2 separate regions of the Rattus norvegicus genome follow, and region 2 is linked to region 1. A link is a contact called in public Hi-C data. All regions are on one chromosome and are shown on one strand. Each heading gives the region's core, a stretch centred on a gene start, on an enhancer-like site or on the middle of the called end of the contact. The rest is flanking DNA. Distances are from core to core; before and after follow the strand shown. Region 1 overlaps Lurap1 (leucine rich adaptor protein 1). Region 2 holds the start of Tspan1 (tetraspanin 1).

Region 1 (4,872 bases), core at 1,547-4,046:
TTCTACCAAGTACACACCCTAACAGCTGACCTCTCCCACAGTCTCATGTTGCCTGGACCGATGAAATCAGGGTAGCCAGACCCATCTTACCCTTCCCAGGTCCCGATTCCAAAGCTACCATCTTGGAATTCTGAGTTCTGAGGAAGACCCCAGCGTCGTGGGGGGGCGGTGTGCTTCCTCTGCTCAGACTTGGTCCTGATTTCGTCTCGTCTCTGCACCTCTAACCTCTCTACACTTTGCTGAGCTCACAGACAGCTCCTACCTATAACTCCCAAAGCTTCATGCTACAAGGACGCCCAGGTCCCAACCAGGCTGTCTACCGGCAGGTAGGATGAAGTAGGGATATGCTTACTGTGGCTCATGGACTCCTCAGATGATGAAGTCCAAAACTGAGTCCAAAGCCAAGTGTCGTTCATTCCAGCACTCAGGAGGCTGAGGCAGGAGTATTGCCATGTGTTCCAGCCAAGACTGGGCTACATAGTGTCAGAGCAACATTGGCTACAACATAGATGCTCTTTGAAAAAAACAACTTCAAAGACAATAGCAACTCTGGATACACACTTTAATCCCAGCACTTGGTAGGCAGAGGCAGGCAGATCTTTGTGAGTTTGAGACCAGCTTGGCCTACAATGTTGTGTTCTAAGACAACCAGTGCTATGTAGAGAGAACCTGTCTCAAAACAAGTTAAACACTGGAATCTCAAAAATCACTCACACATGTCTCCTGCCCAACACTTTTGAATCTTTTCTGAACTGTGGAGCACCTTCCCTACGTGAGATCAACTCGGTTTTCCTAATTTCACCCAATTCAGCTTCTAAGTTCCAACTCCTCCCCATGAACCATGTCACCTTTCTTTCTCAGAAAAAAATACTGATATGGATTTTCCTATCTGATGTCCAGATCAGCATGACCTTTACCTAGTCAGGTTGGAATCCCTGTCCTCTAAAGACTCAATTGACTCTTTAGGGGTAGGGTGTGTGTGTGTGTGTGTGTGTGTGTGTGTGTGTGTGTGTGTGTGTGTGTGTGTTTGTGTGTGTGTGTGTGTGTGAGAGAGAGAGAGAGAGAGAGAGAGAAAGAGAGAGAGACAGAGAGAGACAAACAGAGAGAGAGACAGACAGAGAGACAGAGAGATAGGGAGAGACAGAGGGAGAGACAGAGACAGACAGAGGGAAAGACAGAGACAGACAGAGGGAGAGACAGAGACAGACAGAGGGAGAGACAGAGAGAGTCTCATATAGTCATATAGGCCTTGAACTAACCTGCTATGTAGCTGAAGATGACTTTGAACTCCTGATCTGTCCTGTCAAGTGCCTGGGATTACCCAGATAGGTCTCAAATCCTACAATGAGGATTGTAATTTTCAAATCCTTTGGGCTTTGGGGTGTTGACTGGGTAGTGGGCCTCAGGAAGGAGCTGTGGGTTTGCGGGCAGACAGTAAGGTCTGTAACATTGCTATTGCTACAGCTTCACAACAGGTAGAACTGGGCAAATCTATGCCATCTCTAGGCCTAATCCTCTCTGTACTTAAAGGCTAGACCGAATTACATTTAAACTTGGGGATTTCACCCAGCAACTCAAGCAATGTTGCATAGTGGCCACCAGGAGGCAGGCAATCTCTTCAGCTCAGTTTAAAGCCTCAAAAAAAAAAAAAAAAAAGGAATACAATAGAGTGCTTCCAAGAGGAAAGGGAGAGCTGTAGACATAAAAATTCCAGTCTAAGGGCAAGAAAGCAGGAGTCCCAGAGCTATGGGCGCAGTAAGGAGAAGTTAAACCCCACAGCTATGGATGGGCATAGGAAGGTGGAGTCTGAACCCCAGAGCTATGGCCATGGTAAGGAGAGGTATGAGCTATAGGCACAAGAAGGAGATCTGGCAACAACAGAGAAGAGCAGAAGTCACTTTAGAAATGTGATCACGTTGAGGCAGGGGAGGAGAGGAGCCAGAGGTGTACTGCTGTAGGATTTGAAACAACTATCGAGGGCTGAAGAGATGGCTCAGTGGTTAAGAGCACTGACTGCTCTTCCAAAGGTCCTGAGTTCAAATCCCAGCAACCACATGGTGGCTCACAGCCATCTATTAATAAGATAAATAAATCTTAAAAAAAAAAGTGAAACGACTATCGAGGTATTGGAGCTTGGAGACAGGAGAATAGACACAGTCAACTTGGCTACCTCCCTTTCCCCAACATGGGATTTCTGAAAAGCAGAAAATGGCTGTTATTCTGGGATTTGACGAAGACTCCTTCAACTCAGGAGGGTCCACTGAACAAAGATCATCCTTTCCCCCTGCAGGAATCCAAATTCAGGGCCCTAGAAAGACAGGGCAGTTGCCTGGGACTCAAAACATTAATTGCCAAGAAGTCATTCTGGTTTGATTGTTGTTGTTGTTGTTGTTTTGTTTTGTTTGAGACGGGGTCTCACTATGTGGTATAGCCTTGGCTAGCCTGGACCTCAGGGAGACCCACCCACCTCTGCCTCCTGAGTGCTGGGATCCAATGCGTGCTCTAACACACCTTGCTTATTTGTCCCAGTTTAACCACATCCTTTGTCCTCAACCCTGCCCATGCCCCATCCCCTTTCTCTGGGCCTGAACCCCAGAATAGCAATTTCCCTGGATTTCTTCTCTAGTATAATTAGCTAGGGCCTTGGGAGCCAACCCTAGAGCCGGTCCTGATTACCCATCAAGTCTAGGAGTCAGGGGCTTGCCCTAAAAAAGGGCTTTGCATAGTCTCTTCTTGATGAGGCCCAGGGACCAAAGGGCCTCTGTGTTTTCCTGCTACACTCCCACATTGTAGTTCAGACAAAGGGATTCCTTGTGTCTCAACTTCAGGCAAGCATCCTTGTGACCAAACTGTGGAAGGCTGGCCAGAATGAGGGAAGGGTAAGTAATCACAGAGCCAGAGATGACAAGATTGTCCCACTACCCAAGAGTGTCTCCAGAATCCTGAGACCTTCACTCTCCTATTCAAGCAACAGTGGGGTAAGACACACATAGAAATGAAGAGGGCCAGCTGGGTAGCAGTGGCACACACTTAACCCCAGCACTCAGGAAGCTGAGGTAGCCAGATATCTGAGGTCAAGGCTAGCCTGATCTATAGACTGAGTTCCGGAACAGCCAAGGATACACAGAAAAACCCTGTCTCCAAAAACAAAACAAAACAAAAAAACAACAACAACAAACCGAAAAAACAAAACAAAAAACCCCACAGAGACCTAAAAAGGAAACTGAGACGCTGTGAGGGTACTCCGGCTGAACTCTGGCAGACAGATCTGGAGGCAAGAATCAGTGATGGGGCAGCCCAGAGCCAGACAAAAGTCTGCAGTAAAGTGAGCCAAGAGATTTGGGAGCCTAGGGTGGAGGCCTCTGAGTTTCTTACTCGACAAGAGTATCCTTACAGCCCTGGGCTGTAAGTGGAAGCCTTGAGAACAACATGAAAACACCATGTTTGAAAAGTAAGAACTTGAGAAAAGCAGCACACACATTTGCCAGGAAGAACGACATGTTCCTTCTCACAAGAGGCAGTGGCAGGGACTTTAAATGCCAAACCCACCAGGACTGGTATAGAGGAAGCACTCTTCATGTATCATGACAAGAAACGACATCACCCAGCAGGCATGAAAGGGTTGGTCTCCCAACTCCAAAGGTATCTAGGCGGACCAATCCTTGGGGGTTTGAGCATTTTGAAACAGGGTCAATTCTCCATTTTTTTGGTAAGAGGCATTCCTGGCTCCTAAGCTTTGATGAGATCTCTTCCTCAGTGATCTCCTAGAGGCCCTACATTCCATAAAACTCACCTCACTGGGGAGGGGAATGGAGATAGCCTTACATCAGGAGCCACAGGCTAGGCCTCTAGAGTCAATATCTCTATGGAGATAGCCTTAGGGACCTAATAATTGAGGGATAAATGCAGAGGCTCCCCAGGAACCAGAGAGATAAGCCAGGCTTCCATGGTAACTGATTGTAGTACAGCCTCCAGCCCCCGTCTAGTTGGAGGTGGAGAGAAAATTGAGGGAGACTTGGGCCAAAATTTGAAAGAGCCACAAAGTGCAAATGGGTAGGAAAGTTTTTACAAGAAGGTCACATCATCCTGGCACTGTCCCCAGTACCAATGAGCCTCAAAGCCCTGCTTAGCACTGTCATCTTCTGATGGCTCAGGTGGTCCACATTGGAGCCCGTCCCCTGGAAGTTTCCATGTAGCTGTTAGGCTCCCTAGCTTGGTGGATGTCATGTCCACCTCAGTCCTGGCCCTGTCCTCACTGGGTATAACCTTTGCCCAGTCAATCTCAGGACAGGAAGGCCCAGGGTGTCCTTGTTCATCCAGCTCTCTGGGGGCCACCGTGTCCAAGAAGCTGCCAATAGAGACACTGTCCAGCCGGTCAGTTGAACTGGTATCTGGCAGGCTGTCCCAACTGCCCCGCCTTGAGCGTTCTGGGCTTCCCCCTGTCAGACTATACTGACTGCTGGTGAGACTGCTGCAATGGCTGGTCAGTGTCCCCCGCTCCTCCAGCAGCCAGCGCACTGCCTCAATTCCCTCATTCAAGGTCACCAGCTGCTGCAGAATCTTCACATCGATGGCTCGCAGGTAAGCCTGAGGAAGTGAGAAAAGACATTAGTTCCCTTTCAGGCTATGAGTTTCCCAGGTGGTCCAGGCGGCTACACTTCACTTTTAAAAAAACACGGGAAGAGATACAGGCTTTAGAGCAAAGAGACCCCTGTTTAAATTTTCAGATGGATCTAGGCTGGAGATACAGCTCAGTGGAGATCGACTTGCCTCCTTAGCATGTGTGAAATCCTGGGTTCCATGACTTGCACCAAACAAAAAGACAACTTTCCAACCAGGCAGTGGTGGCGCATGCCTTTAATCCCAGCACTT
Region 2 (4,872 bases), core at 1,044-3,543, 34 kb after region 1:
TTCAAGGAGCCTGCCTTTCCTACTTTGTTCTGCCCGGTCTGGCAAGGCCTAGGCAACAGAAACCAAACTGGATTTGCCATTAACCCTATCAGACCAGAGCCCTGGCTTTCCCAATTACTGAAACCCTAGCGTTTCCTTCAGTTATCTGAATGAAACCTAGTTCTTGGCAGCCAAGGGAAGCCCAAGGTACAGACCACATTGGAGTCAAAGAGACTACCTACCATTTTGTCCAGTTTCTCTAAACTGGCACACACGTCATGTCTCTATTCTCTCCCCTCCCACTCATTATTCTCCAGTGACATCGGCCCCTGACCACTGTTTTCAGACACCCCTTCTTTTCCTCCCTCCCTTCCTACTGTCCCTCACCCCCTTCATGGTGGCTATTTTTCAGTTCATCTCTAAAACTACCAGTTTCCAAGAACTGACTTTGAGACCACACAGGGCTACACGAAGGATGAAAGGCAGACTTTCCCTTACTGTTGCCAGAGTCCCACCCCCACCCCGATGACTTCATTGGCTGCTCACAGGCACAAGACTTTCATATATCCATGCCCCTCCATTGGGTACACGTGAGTGTGTCGGATGACCTCTTCTTTCCCCCTACATTGCTCAAACCCTTTCTAACACGTCTTTGTCTTACCACTCCTCTGCCACCTTTGTTTACTGTGTCCATTGCTCCTTATCTCTGTCACTATCTCCAGGGTTTGGGCCTCATGGCTCAGCTTCTCAAACAAGCCCTATATAATCTGTTCCTGGTTTTCTAAACAATATCAAATTTCATTACCTTTGGGCCTTCCTACGCACTTTACGGCTCCCCCACCCAAAGCAAATGTCCAACTCCAACTACTTCCTCCAGGAAGCACTTTCCTACTAGACTGGATCCAAACCCCTCCAGGGCCTCCCTTAGCCTGGATGGTAAGTCTAAATAAAAGTACCACTTTGCAATTATCAGTGTCTATAGCAATTACCAGCCTATTTGACAATTAGCAGCCTATCTCATTTACTGGACCTGAGATTCTCAAGGGCAGCGAATGGCCTGGCTCTACCCTAGCACATAGCATTGAGTCTTAGTCAATGAATATGTTTTCCTTTTTGTTTCTGGACTTACGCATGCTAAACAAATGCTCTACCACTGAATAACAATTCCAGTCCCTTAAGTGCCAGCCCAGTCAATGCGTACTTAGAGTCAACCCTAAGAGGCATGGACTCTCAACTTTTCAATGTACAGGGGTCATTGAATTACCTTTTACACTATAAACTTAAGCAGATCCCCTTTCCTCTCTGAAAATGCCTATTTTAAAAGGGGGAGGGTCATTCCTGCTAGCCTACCCTGCCCCAGAATGATCCTTCCTGGAAGGGAGGTGAGAAACTTAAGCTTCTCTACCACTAACCTCCCCCATCTTCACCCAAACTTCTGTGCCGCAGCCAGGTAGCTAGTGGGATCAGGAGTCAGCATTGGGAAAGACCCTCTGCTTCCTTCTCGAATAGGAAAATTTACAGAGCAGAGTCTGGGTACATAGTTCCCCATTCTCCAGCCTGCGTTCTGTTCAGACTGTGACTTGCTTTTGTAAGAAACCCACAACCTCCATACTTACAAAGATGAGTAGATTGAAGAGGATCATCATGACCTTAATGAATTTGAAGCACTGCATGGTGGGTCCTGGGAAACGGACATGAACAAATTAGGGCCTTACCTCCCACTTGCCCTAGGCTGGCTTTGCTTCTGGACTCTGGCCTACCAGAGTCCAACATCCTGTTGTTTCTCACCAAATTTCCCTTGCATCTTAACTCTTTTTTTTTTTTTCTTTTTTCTTTTTTTTTGGAGCTGGGGACCGAACCCAGGGCCTAGCAAGCGCTCTACCACTGAGCTAAATCCCCAACCCCGCATCTTAACTCTTAATATCTCAGAACTTTTTCCAGTTTTTATGCTGACACATATGCCCACCTATACTAGTTCTCAGATCTTACTATCTCCAGATCCCTACCCAGATATTACAAGCCTGATCCCACACTGCAGACCACTCAACGCCCTTTCCGGACACCTGTCTTTCCTAGTCCTCTTTCTAAACCAATCTCAGATTCTTCAGTACCCACCCGATGGCTTTTTCTAGCACCCCAAACCTGTTTCCAGACTGGTATCTCTTCATAGGTTAATCCCTGGCCTGTGCCATCACCTGCTCGGGGCTCTTGGTAATAGGTTCTGAACGGGATCTGCTGCACTCCCGAAGGAACACAGTAGCTCCAGGAAACAGCCACTCAGTGCGCGGGCAGAATGCTGAAGGAACCGCAAGTCCTCACACAACACTGCTCGCCTACAGGTGGGGCAGGTGCTTTAAAAAGCCTCCTGCCCGCTCGCCCGCCCTCTGGCCCCACCCAAGGCTGATTAACCTTCTTTGCCCCTGCTGCCCCCTACTGCCTGGAGATAAGTTCCCAACACTAAAACCAATAAGCAAATCTCCCCCTGGAAAGGTCACCATAGGCTCTGCCTCTACTAGAAAGGGATATGCGGGGCAGCAGTGTCAGGAGTCGGACAAGTAGCTTCCCAGAACTTCGGGGTGCCCTGCTCACAATAGCATGTGTGATATGATTCTTACCTCGAATCCGTGTGTTCACATCTGCTCAAGCTGCCATCCATCCATATGTTTACACACAAAACTCACAGTCACATATATAACATAGAGTGGTACTCCTGAATGTGCATGGACACGTCTCACACTCATCTGCGTGTGCACACACACATCAGTGTATGCACACACTTTTGAGCACATACCCTCATGCACACACACATATGCACATGCAGACAAATGCACACTCATGTGCACACTTATGAGAACACACATGCTCATACACATGAACACACACACACACACACACACACACACACACACACACACACATTCAAGGAAATGATCATGGTCCTCTGTTCTCACCTCAGAACAGGAAATGGTTATTTTTCTCTTTCCTTCACAAAACCTACAAGACCTTGAGGTCCTCCTCCTCTTCCTCTTCCTCCTCCTCCTCCTTTTTTTATATTCTTTTACCTGCATAGCTCTGATGTGTGAGCCTGGTTCTTATGGAGTTCAGGACAGGACATCAGATCCCCTGGAGCCCTGGAACTGAAATTATAAGAAGTTGTGAGCCACCATGTTGGTGCTGGAAATCAAACCAGGGTCCTTTGCAACCTCAACCACTAAGCCATCTCTCCAGCCCCCTCACTTCATCCTTTGCCATGCCCCTTTTCTTCTTTTTTCCCCATCTCCGTGTTCTGGAATCCAGTGTATGGCCCTGGTCCTTCTACCAGCAGGTGGCACTGTGGGCCTACAAAGGAGACACTGGTCCCACGGTTCCAACCCGTCCTTTCTGGGGCTCCCCCTTTGTTTTCTCACTCCACTCCTCCTGGCTGAAAGGTTCTTCACAATCCTTGTTCCCCACCCATTCAGACCAGAGGCTCAAATTCTGGTTCTGTAATTTCTTAATTGTATGGGCCCTGGGAATTTTTATTTGTTTATTTATTTGGATTTTGTTGTTTTGTTTGTTTGTTTGTTTGTTTTCCAAGACAGGGTCTCACTAGCTACCTCTGGCCATCTGTCCTGGAACTATGTACACCAGGCCAGCTCAAACCTATAGAGATCTGCCTGCCTCTGACTCCCAAATGCTGGGAATAAAGTCATATGTCACTGTGTCTGACTATTTTATTTATTTTTAAATTGAAATTCTATCTAATATGTATGAATGTTTTGTGTGATGTATGTCTGTGTACCCAGTCCAGAGGCTAGAAGAGAGGAGATCCCATAGAACTGGAGTTACAGACAGGAATCCCCATGTGAGTATTGGGAATCAAACTGGGTCCACTGTGAGAACAGCTAGTGCTCTTAATGGTTGGGCCATCTGGTCTCCAACCCTGTTTATTTATTTTTCCTTTGTGTGTGTGTGTGTGTGTGTGTGTGTGTGTGTGTGTGTGTGTGAGAGAGAGAGAGAGAGAGAGAGAGAGAGAGAGAGAACCAGGCTGGCCTTGAACTTAGAAACCTGCCTGATTCTGCCTCCAGAGTGCTGGGACCATAGGTGTGAGTCACCAATCTGGCTTTCTTTCTTTTGAGAAGGGGTCTCACTCTGTAGATCAGATTAGCTTCAAACTCAGACAACTGAAGTAGAAGGACTGTGTTAGGCGCTAGGATTGCAGGTGTGAAACACCACACCCAGCTAACTGGAATTATTGCTCATCCTACCTCAGCCTCCCTAACGCTAGAGTTCCAGGTATGCACCATCCCACCCCGAGACTCGGCCAAGATTTGTTTTTTGGTCTTTGTTTCCTGGTCTGTGTGAGATAATAGTTGACTCAGCAAGGAGCACTAAGAGGTCAGAACGGAGAGCAGTACTAGAGTGATTATGGGATGGATTTAGGGGAGGGATGATGATGGGAGAGAGCATGTGTGTGTGTGCGCTGCTGGGGACTGGACCCAAGGCTTTGCATACCAGAGACAAACGCTCTGTCACTTGAGGAAGTGGATTGACTTTTATGACTTGACTTTTGTTTTCTTGAGAAACAGTGTCACTATGTAATCCTGGCTTGTGTAGGACTCACTATGTAGCCTCAGCTGTCCTTGAACTTGCAGTGATCTTCCTTCTACTTCCACCTCACGAACTGGGGGGGAGTTCTGTCTTGTGCCACGACACCCAAGGAAGTGGGTTTTTGTGTGTGTGTGTGTTCACAAGTGCCTACAGAGGTCAAAAGAAAGTGGAGTCAGATCACCTGGAGCTGGAGTCACAGATGATTGGGATCCAGCCAATGAGGGCGCTGGGTGTCTTCTTCAAGAGCAGTAAGCATTCCTAACTGTTGAGCCATCTCTCCAGCCCGGAAGTGGATTTTTGTTT

The links. Hi-C and Micro-C count contacts between places; a contact is called where the count stands out from the background.
Region 2: a Hi-C map of Schwann cells shows a contact between it and region 1, with 5 times the contacts expected there. The contact joins the promoter of Tspan1 here to the enhancer-like site in region 1. A contact is called at or near these places in 6 of 12 Hi-C or Micro-C datasets (the A7r5 cell line, the Rat2 cell line, Schwann cells and 3 more).

What each region holds. Positions count from the first base shown.
Region 1 is chr5:134,852,160-134,857,031 of GRCr8, forward strand. It overlaps Lurap1 (leucine rich adaptor protein 1), which reads right to left. Exons shown (of 2, transcript NM_001109263.1): 2 at 3,484-4,587. The coding sequence ends at 4,066. Among named protein-coding and RNA genes, the nearest start is that of Lurap1, 11 kb to the right of the region's middle. Within about 2 kb of position 2,797, at least 37 of the 93 cell types and tissues checked have an H3K27ac peak or open chromatin away from gene starts, as enhancers often do. A contact at or near this core is called in Schwann cells, where this site is marked.
Region 2 is chr5:134,886,437-134,891,308 of GRCr8, forward strand. It overlaps Tspan1 (tetraspanin 1), which reads right to left and starts at 2,294. Exons shown (of 8, transcript NM_001004236.1): 1 at 2,175-2,294; 2 at 1,596-1,660. The coding sequence starts at 1,652.